Regions from separate parts of the Mus musculus genome. Here all the other regions are linked to region 2. The links are chromatin contacts, called in public HiChIP or PLAC-seq maps. All regions are on one chromosome and are shown on one strand. Each heading gives the region's core, a stretch centred on a gene start, on an enhancer-like site or on the middle of the called end of the contact. The rest is flanking DNA. Distances are from core to core; before and after follow the strand shown. Region 1 has its middle 7.7 kb from the start of Gm40632. Region 2 holds the start of Rtn4ip1 (reticulon 4 interacting protein 1). Region 3 has its middle 14 kb from the start of Gm40632.

Region 1 (2,974 bases), core at 334-2,833, 230 kb before region 2:
ACTCTGCAAGGGAACAGAGAACAAGAAAAGGGTGACATGAACACTCCAATTTTAGTTAAGCAGGGAGTGGAAACGAGGCCATTATTAGATCTGCTATCTGGGTGGCTGTGTTAATGATACATGACTCTATCACCATTACCCCAGGACAGAGCTGCTCAAAACCTCACATGTCTGTAATTCTCACAGACACTGGGGGTCAGGCATCAGAAGCAGCTCCGGCTGAGGCCTCTCACGGGGGAGGGTGTGGGTGTGGGCGTGGTCCAGCTGTCACTCAAGTTAGGGTGCATTTCTAATATGTCTAGTGGAGGAGACTTCAGTTCTCCCTCTGTGTGCTCTAACTCCATGCAAGTAAGCCAAGAAAGAGATGCAGTGTACTCTAACGTAAGTAAAGTAAAGATGGGAGGTGATAACCCACCATGTGCGCCAAGCCGCACATGAAGAAGTGAGTCCTAGTGGGTCCCCACTTCCCTAGAAGTGGGTCACTAAGTATGTCCGACTCCCCGTGGGAATGGAAACCATCTCCTTAAAAAAGTATCAACATTTACAGAGATATATTCAGAACCGGCTCAAAATCTTGGGTAGTTTCTGCCAGAGCCGTGATAGAGAAGGATGAAGTGAGGCACGCCCCCTTTCTAGAACCGTGCCTCTGAAGAAACCGGGGAGGAAGCGTAGAGACAGTTTTAAAATCTCCCATGACTTTCACTTGTTAACACAGGGCCTACACTGTATAGATTTACAGTTAGCTAACCGCTAACAGGTAGGAGACAATGGGCCCAAAGGTGTTGAACTAGCCCTGCACATTCCTGCGGACACGGGAAGGGACTCATACAATCTATCTGATTCGCATTGTATCGACCGTAGAGGAGAGCGCCGCAGTCGCCGCGACTCCCTTGGGATCTAGGGCTCACTGTTGGGTGGGGTCTGCCACCACGACGGCCCTGTTACCTAGGAGGGGCTGCTAAGCAAACAGAGCCCTGTTTTATAAGTGGAGCTGCGCATGGGGACCTCAATGGAAGAGGAATAAAGATTCACATGTGAGAGAGGGGAAGGGCAGCCGGAAGCGGGGCTGATGAAGATGAAGAGGCGCTAGGACCTGCACTTTGGTTCCACTATAAACGGGAGGAGTGGGCTTTACTTTACCAATTTTGAAACGGAAGAAACGAGCGTGCGTGTAAAATGCTGGCCAATTATAGATCTCTTCAGCAAAATTAATAATAAAGCCTAAGGGAGACATTTTAGGTAGTGGTGTGAGGGTGTGGGCTCAGTCCACCTTCTGGGAGCTGAGTCACTTCCCAACTCAGCTATCTGATGGTTTCACAAGGGTAGGCTGAACCTGACCATGGCAACCGTGTTTGCCGTAGGAAAAAGCAACCCGCTTTAGTAGTTTTGCCGAACGGAGATAGCTTTATTTCTAAACACATTTAGCAGTGGACTACTTGTTCCCGTGCAGATGTGGGGTGAAGTGTCCGTTAAAGCTATTGCTCACTGATGAGACAGTGGACGTCCAGATGCGGGGGAGTGGCACAGAGGGGATGGGCCGGAGTTCCAGTGACCAGATAGTGAGTTCCTCTTCTGTAGATTCTAGGGGTATAATTTCCTCTTTCCTCCTGTCTTGTCTAATTGCCTCATATGCAGGCTAAGGTTGTGGTATGAGACTCGTGGGAGGGGTGAGGAAGTAGCTATTCAGGGAGAGAGCAAAAATATCCAGTGTATTTTATACATTTATATTTCTAGACTTTGCTGATTTTTTTTCCTTTTTCTTTTTGCTTTGCCTATTTAAATTTTACAAGTGCTAAGACGATATTATCAGAACCAAAAGACCTTTATAACTACACTCAACTGTAAGGTTCCCTCACTTCTACCCCACCCATGGCGATCTTCAGCCTGAATCACATGATTTCAGTTCCTTGATTTCTTTTTTTTTATTGCAATTATTCCTAAAACATATGTCAGTTTTAATTGCAGCTGCCTGTGATATTACGGAAAGAGGGCTGGTAATGCTTTCCAGCTTTTTGTGTACTGAACTCTTGGTTTTGATCCAACCGCTTGACTCGTTCATTTCCCCTGCTGTCAAAATGTTTTTACCAAAGGTGTTTTGTACGTTTTAGTCACAACTTCTTTAAATGTTTAAAACAAAAATATAGAGCCAGGCATAGAAGTCCATATTCCTCTTTCCAGAGCTCATTGAAAGATAGGCCCGGCATGAAGACACACCCCCAGTCTGAGACACACAGCTAATACTGTCTCAAAATAAAACTTCAATTTAATGTAATCAGACAAAGGATACCAGGTTTATCTGCAGACTGTTAAAAGACAGTTTATATAGTACTTGTGTAGGGAGTAAGTTCGTTATCCTGTGTCATCTTTATAGGTTGTTTTTTTCAGCATCGGTACCTTAAAGCACTTTCTCCTCTCTGACTTCTAATTCAGAAGTCAAACTTTACTTACCAAACATAGTTTGAAGGGCAATAAAACATTCTTCATGAAAGGCATAGAGTTTACATAGTAAGGTTAGCAAAGATTCCTTCAAGTTTCCAGTTTGTAAATCTTTGCAAAGCATTATCTCAGAGCAACTGAACATTCAGTAATTTATCTGTCTTTTATCTACAGAAGTCCCCCAAGCTCCAACCAAACCTAAGGCGGTAAATGGTTCTGGCTTTGGGAATTGCTCATGTGTTGTAACCTTTTGATTTGTCAGGTGCCATTTGTCTTTTGCTAAGGTAGCACAGGGATGTTCATCCTCATTTGGAATCCAAGCCAGCATTTGGCAAAGTTTATACAAACCATTGCTGAAGAAACAGTGTCTGGTAACTATGGCAGTGATGAGTCTCTCTGGAAGAACTTTCTGGGGCCAAGGACAACCCCCTTAGTCTTGGCCAGAAATCCTCATTACCTTAGCCAGGAAAGGCCTGTCCCTTCCCGGGGGTAAGGTGGGGGATGGGAGGGAGGGAACAGGTGAGGCAGCAGCCCTGTC
Region 2 (3,232 bases), core at 294-2,793:
TGGAGTCTAGAGTAGTGCCTCAGCAGCTAAGAGCACTGGCTGCTCTTCCACAGGCCCTGAGTTCAAATCCCAGCACCCATAAGGCAGCTCTCAACCACTTAAGACTGTAGTGACATGGGATCTGATACACTCTTCTGGTGTGCAGACATACATGCAGTCAAAAGACCCATATACAATAGATAAATAAATAAATAAATATAGATATTTACAAAATTATTTGGTGTACATAATTCTACTATTAAAGATGAAAGTAAACCTGCATACCAATAAATGCATAGACTTGCTTATTTTTAAATAAAGAATTAAATCCTGGCTGTAGGTTTCCTCAACGTTTTTCATTTTTTTTCAGTTTACCAATATTTTGATTTGATATATCAGTGCTGAGAACACCACTTTGCATAAATATGTTGTACAAAATTGTAGGAGCATGTTTAGCGCCATATTGGGAAAAAGCTGAATAATCTCACATCAAAACTTATTTAGTGATTTTTGAATGAGACTCAAGTCAATAACTCAGCCATTTTTAGAATCAAGCACCTTAAAGCAACAAATCCCAAAGATGCACGCATTTCACACTTAGGGTATGACAAGCTGAAAAACGATTTAGTAAAATATTAAAAGGTTTTGCTTTCTGAAATTAAATAATTATGTTTCTACAAGTTTAGAAAAGTTGCTCATATGTTAAATCTTAATAAACAATACTCTCGATTCTGAGTTGAGATGTTTCCGGCAGCATTTGCTGGGCAGTGCACACATACCCTGCTGCAGAGAGTCGTGAGGAAGCACCGCTGGGTGCGGTCAGAAACACCTTGAACTCACAACTCACAGTTTGATTTTTGAATTAACTTTGCCCACTGTCTCAGGAACACTCCTCCTTCCCTTTCAAAACTGCTGTCACATTTTCTCCTACATTTGTGGTTGCGACCTACAGCTTAAGTAGATGTTCAAACACGATGTGGTAGAAATCCTAGTTTTTTTTTGTTTTTTTTTTTAAGCCACCAATTTTTTTGTTTGTTTCAAATGTGCATGCTACAAAACCGCCCCGTCCCTAAGCGAGCACAGCAGCGACGGGACTGAGATGGCTTGTCTGAGAAACCTCTCCCTAATCGCGCGGGTTGACTGTCGTTCCACTCCACGGCTCAGGGGTTCAAACTTTTTGACGTTCTGACTCTAGGGGATTGACTCAGCGTGTACGGTAAGAGCTTAGGTTCGAATCCCACTTCCCACTCAGGAATGTAGGCGGTCGGGGGGGGGGGGCGTGCCGTGCGGCGTGACCCGGGGCGACCTTGAACTTCCGAGTCCTCCAGTGTCTCAGCCCTCCCTGGTCCCCTCCTGGCCATGTCCACTCACTTCTCGGAGAGTCCGGCCCAGCATAGCCCTCGGAGTCAGCCGGTAGCACCGGGTCCCGGAACAGAGGAAGGAGTCAATCTCTGCCACCGGCGTTACATGGGCGCAGACATCTTGGCTCCTCTTTAACAACGAGCGCCTGGATTGGTCGAGTTCCGGGCGGCGGAAATGATCTCTGCACACGATTGGCTCGCGCGCCGGCGACCGGAGGCGCGCGGACAGGCAAGGAGACCGCGGCCGGGGTCGTGTCAGGAATCCGCCTGACCTAGGAATTGCTAGCCTTGTTTGCTTGTCCCTCTGAGGACTCCCTGCTTGCTTGCTTTTTTTTCCTTAAGGGGAAGGAGAGCGTAAGGAAGGAATGGCCAGTGTACTGACTGGACGCCAACTGGGACATTTCTGACGTGGGGAGCACAGTAGCAATTCTATTTTAATTCCGTCGCGGCTTTAGGTTGAGTTTGCTTCTGAAAGCTCCCCCTCGCTTAATTGACCTGTGGGTTTGGCAGATTTTGGCTGAATTGAAATGTGTTAGTTTGACCTGCTTCAGGTCCTTTCTCTCCACCGTCGCACCCCCCACCCCCGCTCCTCCTTTCTTTTTTCTTTTTCTTTTTTTCTTTTCTTTTTTTCGAGGAAACGTTCTCCATCCCTGCTCAGGATGGGCGTTTTGAAGACCTGTGTACTTAGAAGAAGTGCTTGTGCCGCCGCCTGCTTCTGGAGAAGGACAGTTATCCCAAAGCCACCATTTAGAGGCATTAGTACTACGTCTGCGAGGAGCACTGTCATGCCCGCTTGGGTGATAGATAAATATGGAAAGAATGAAGTCCTTCGATTCACCCAGAACATGATGTTACCTATCATACACTATCCAAATGAAGTCATTATCAAAGTCCACGCTGCCAGTGTAAATCCTATAGATGTTAATATGAGAAGTAAGTTGTCCGGGTTTGTTTGGTTTTAAATCAAAATTCACTGGGCACACAGGTGTTTTGTTGTTTTTCTTTTGAAACAAGGGGTCGTTGTCTAGCCCAGGCTGGCCTCCAATTCATTGTATACCACTGACTAGTCTCCACTCTGCCGCCCTCCTGCTCTGCCTCTCCAGGCCTGGGATTTAGCAGGTGTAGACCACACCTAGTTAATAGACTACATTTAGGTTGGCGTGAGGGAGTCATTTAGGTTTCTTATTACATGTATTTATTTTGTGTTTGGGTGTGTGGAACAGGGCCCAAGTGGAGGTCAAAGGACATCTTGTGGGAGTGAGTTTCTTCCTTCTACCAGGTAGGCTCCGGGCATTAAACTGACCACCAGGCTTGGTAGCAAGCACCACTATAGGCAGAGCCATCTGGTTTCTGATACTATCCCTGCAAATATTTACGACGTTTTGTTGTCACAACTGCTAAGGTATACTTTAATCTTTTATTAAATGTGTTTGTTTCCTTTCACATATGAGTTGGGACCGAGAAGTGATATCTACAGTTAATTTGCTCTGTGGTAATTTTAGGGTCCAGCACAGGCTCCAGAGTTTGGCTATGTTTCCCCATCAGTTCAGAGTCTGGGTCTATGTAATTCCTGTATCCTTCTTGCTGTCCCACGGTTCACAGCTTCTGTTATAGGCCCAGTGTACCAAGCAACAGAGCAGAACTCCTGATAGGGGCACAGCATCCTCGTCATTTCTCATATCCCCATTCCCCACTCCCCACCTCCAGCTTAAATGTGTTTTCTTGTTATACACCCGCTGAAGCTGGGATAATGTTATCCTAATTTCTCTTGCTGGGTCATATTGAACAGCTTGGGGAGAGCATTCCTTAAATGTATTCTTATATTCTATACTGTGGTTCTATTATAGTGGTGAACAAATTGATTTGTATTTATAAATTACTTTAATTCTGGA
Region 3 (2,917 bases), core at 125-2,624, 210 kb before region 2:
CTAGCAAGCCAGCCTAGCCTAAAACAGTGAGCCCCAGGTCCCAGTGAAAGACCCTGTCTCAAAACCAGTGTAGTGCACAGAGTTGCATCCAAACTTGACTGTGGCTTTCAAATGCATGTACATAAGTGCACCCCACAGCAGATGCATGCATACATACACACACACACACACACACACTCACGAGAGAGAGAGAGAGAGAGAGAGAGAGAGAGAGAGAGAGCAAGAGAAAGCACATTTGCAATCTAAGAGAAAATAAAAAGAAACCAGTATTAATAGAATATTCTGGTAGCCACTGCTTAGTCACTTGGGCAGTTAGATGGTCAAATGGAATTTAGTGGGCGCTGGACATTCACATAACCTGGAGGTTCTGGTGACTCCTGCTTCCTGGTGCTGTCCAGTGTTGTGGAAATGTAGGTGTAAAACCAGGGGAATAAGAAAACATGTTTCTTCCTGTTATAGTTTTGCTTTAGAAGTCAGGCAAGTCCAGGTCAATTCCGGCTCAGAAATCACGTGTGCTATCAGCATTTACTAAATCTGTATGGATGTCATTTCCTTAGCAAAATAAACCTAATACAGGAACTGCCGGTTGGAAAGCTCTGAGCACTGTGCTTGCCAGAGGCTTCTGCCTGAAATAGGGATGACACAGTTCTCTCCCAGGAAAGTGTTGCTATAGTAAAGCAAGCCTAGAGCTGGCAGGGCACCTAACCCTGGGGTCAGCCTGGTGTCACTTGAGCCTGAGGAGTAATTTGCACAAGCCAAGAAGCTGGAGAGGTATGGGAGGTGGGAGTGGGGAGGGGTGGTAACTCCAGGAGAGCCCTAGGAGGTGGGAGGGGAATGGTAACTCCAGAAGAGCCAAGGGAGGTGGGAGTTGGGGGTGTAACGCGAAGATTCGAAGATTCGGGGCTCTGTGCTTCCTGTGTGTTTGCAGGAATGTGATTGTTTCTCCAGTAATCCTCCCAGGGCCACTGATTATCTTCAAGGCTAATCAGAAGACACCAGGAAATAAAGTTTTCTGTGTGTGCTTAACCTTTGCCAAACTCTTTTAAATCCTTTTGTTTGCCAGAAAGTTGTATCAATTCAAATCTGTTCACGCTTCCAGTTTCGGTCTTCTCTGTTTCACTGGAGCCTGCTGCCTGGGAGGGAGCCTGAAGCAGGGATGGGAAAGGGGTGGGGAAGGAGAAGGCTGCTTCGGGTAGTCTCTGAGTCAATGGGATGTTCCTTTCGTCGTCTCATTTCAAATATTTCTTTTTTTTCATATTGACAGAAAGAATTAGGTTTGGGGCGAATGGAAAGATGGAGTGATTCAGAAGAGGGGGAGAGAGAACGCCGAACAGGTCACAGCTTAAAATGTCAGCAGTGACTTCAGCAGCGGGAATGATGGGAACACTGGTTGCTCTCCTAACATAAACTAAGGTGGATAGCATTCCTGTGACTCACGTTCACTTGTAATCCTGTCTTAAATGAGAGGAGCATGGGTGAAGGTGTCAGATTTCATCTTCTGGACTTTTCAAAGGGATAGGCATGATACCCACCAGTCCAGGCTCTGGATTCTGGGGCATCGAGACACATCTGTCTAAGTTTTAGTGTTATAGCTGTACCCCCAAATCTCCTTCTCCCTCTTGTGTGGGACATGCAGTGGATTTCAAAGGTGGGACTGATATGTGCCATGATCGATTGCTGCTTAGCCAGGTTGCTAGCAGAGCCATTATCTTGGCTAACCTAGAACAGCCTCTTTGGAAATGGAAGCAATAGAAAAGATATTCAGGTGGTATACACTACCAAGCAGTTTGTAGAAAGTGCCCTTTGCTCGTGCTTAATTGGAAAGACAAATCTTTCTTTTACACTATTATACTTTGCATAACCTATAACCGGGTGAGCTGGGCTGAGGACACCCCACAGTACCTAGGAGGGAGGAGCACACCAGCCTTCTTCCTCCATGCTCCACCCCCATCCTTACTGCCCAAACCCTGTGACTGAGGGCCAAGGGCTGCGCTTTAACCCGGGCTCTTACTCTTTTTATTTTTTTTAAAGATTTATTTATTATTATATCTAAGTACACTGTAGCTGTCTTCAGATGCACCAGAAAAGGGTGTCAGATCTCATTACCAATGGTTGCGAGCCACCATGTGGTTGCTGGGATTTGAACTCAGGAATTTCGGAAGAGCAGTCAGTGATCTTAACGGCTGAGCCATCTCTCCAGCCCCCAGCTCTTATATTTCTAAACCCACTCACCCAACCTTCCTCATATCTTCCTTTTGTCCCGGTTGCTCTTGAGTCTTGCTTTTAGAACTTCAACATGTGCGCAAAACCTCCAGTGATCTGTTTCAGGTATAGGCTCTGATTCAGTAGGACTGGGTGGTGTGGCCAGTCGAGGTTCTGCACGTCAATCATGCTCCTGGGCGGTGCCAACGCAGCGGGTCCTCAGACCACACCTTGATTACAAAATAAGCTTTGTACTCGAGGATCCTGACGCTTTCTTGTTCTGAAAGAGGTTTAAAATCAAAATCAAAACAAGCAAACAAACAACAACAACAAACCCCCAATAAATTAGTAACCTTGGCCAGCCGCGAACTAATAGTTTTTTGAAATGGTCTGTTCTTAACGCCCACTCCCACCCCGACCCTGTTGTTTAGATAATGCATTTAGAGGCAACGGCCAGGCCAGGATTCTCCAGCCTGTGTTTTATTTCTAAATGTGCTTGTGTTAGCTTCAGCCTAGTGCTTCACTCATAGGTCTCTTAGAGAGCAGTGCCTCTAATCTAATATTTCCAAAATAACGAGCAACTGCTGGCTGATGAGAACTAAGGTTGGCATAACGCTGTAAGATGAAGAGCTGGCCCTCTGTCTTGTGTCTCCCTGGGAGCTTCAGCAGTGACAAGTGGAGGGAAGTTTGGCTCACAGGACCAAGGTTTCTCCGA

What was found. HiChIP or PLAC-seq counts read pairs in DNA pulled down with a chosen protein or histone mark.
Region 1: an H3K4me3 HiChIP or PLAC-seq map of fetal liver shows a contact between it and region 2, with 5 times the contacts expected there. The contact joins the enhancer-like site here to the promoter of Rtn4ip1 in region 2. A contact is called at or near these places in 6 of 484 Hi-C or Micro-C datasets (B cells, the G1E-ER4 cell line, bone marrow-derived macrophages and 1 more), 7 of 115 datasets of contacts at active chromatin or transcription factors (the SCID.adh cell line, acute myeloid leukemia, bone marrow-derived macrophages and 3 more) and 4 of 9 other capture datasets (adipose tissue, liver, macrophages and 1 more).
Region 3: a contact with region 2 is called in an H3K4me3 HiChIP or PLAC-seq map of craniofacial prominence, with 3 times the contacts expected there. The contact joins the enhancer-like site here to the promoter of Rtn4ip1 in region 2. A contact is called at or near these places in 2 of 39 promoter capture datasets (the C10 cell line and erythroid cells), 1 of 15 datasets of contacts at CTCF or cohesin (large pre-B cells), 16 of 484 Hi-C or Micro-C datasets (the AtT-20 cell line, B cells, the C10 cell line and 12 more), 12 of 115 datasets of contacts at active chromatin or transcription factors (the SCID.adh cell line, SST interneurons, bone marrow-derived macrophages and 9 more) and 3 of 9 other capture datasets (adipose tissue, liver and pancreatic islet).

Annotation. Positions count from the first base shown.
Region 1 is chr10:43,666,533-43,669,506 of GRCm38.p6, forward strand. No RefSeq gene overlaps it. Among named protein-coding and RNA genes, the nearest start is that of Gm40632, 7.7 kb to the right of the region's middle. Within about 2 kb of position 1,584, at least 90 of the 459 cell types and tissues checked have an H3K27ac peak or open chromatin away from gene starts, as enhancers often do. A contact at or near this core is called in B cells, the G1E-ER4 cell line, the SCID.adh cell line and 5 more, where this site is marked.
Region 2 is chr10:43,900,264-43,903,495 of GRCm38.p6, forward strand. It overlaps Rtn4ip1 (reticulon 4 interacting protein 1), which reads left to right and starts at 1,544. Exons shown (of 9, transcript NM_130892.5): 1 at 1,544-2,273. The coding sequence starts at 2,000. Qrsl1 (glutaminyl-tRNA synthase (glutamine-hydrolyzing)-like 1) reads right to left here and starts at 1,473. Exons shown (of 11, transcript NM_001081054.2): 1 at 1,351-1,473. The coding sequence starts at 1,374.
Region 3 is chr10:43,688,692-43,691,608 of GRCm38.p6, forward strand. No RefSeq gene overlaps it. Among named protein-coding and RNA genes, the nearest start is that of Gm40632, 14 kb to the left of the region's middle. Within about 2 kb of position 1,375, at least 84 of the 459 cell types and tissues checked have an H3K27ac peak or open chromatin away from gene starts, as enhancers often do. A contact at or near this core is called in adipose tissue, a colorectal cancer cell line, craniofacial prominence and 5 more, where this site is marked.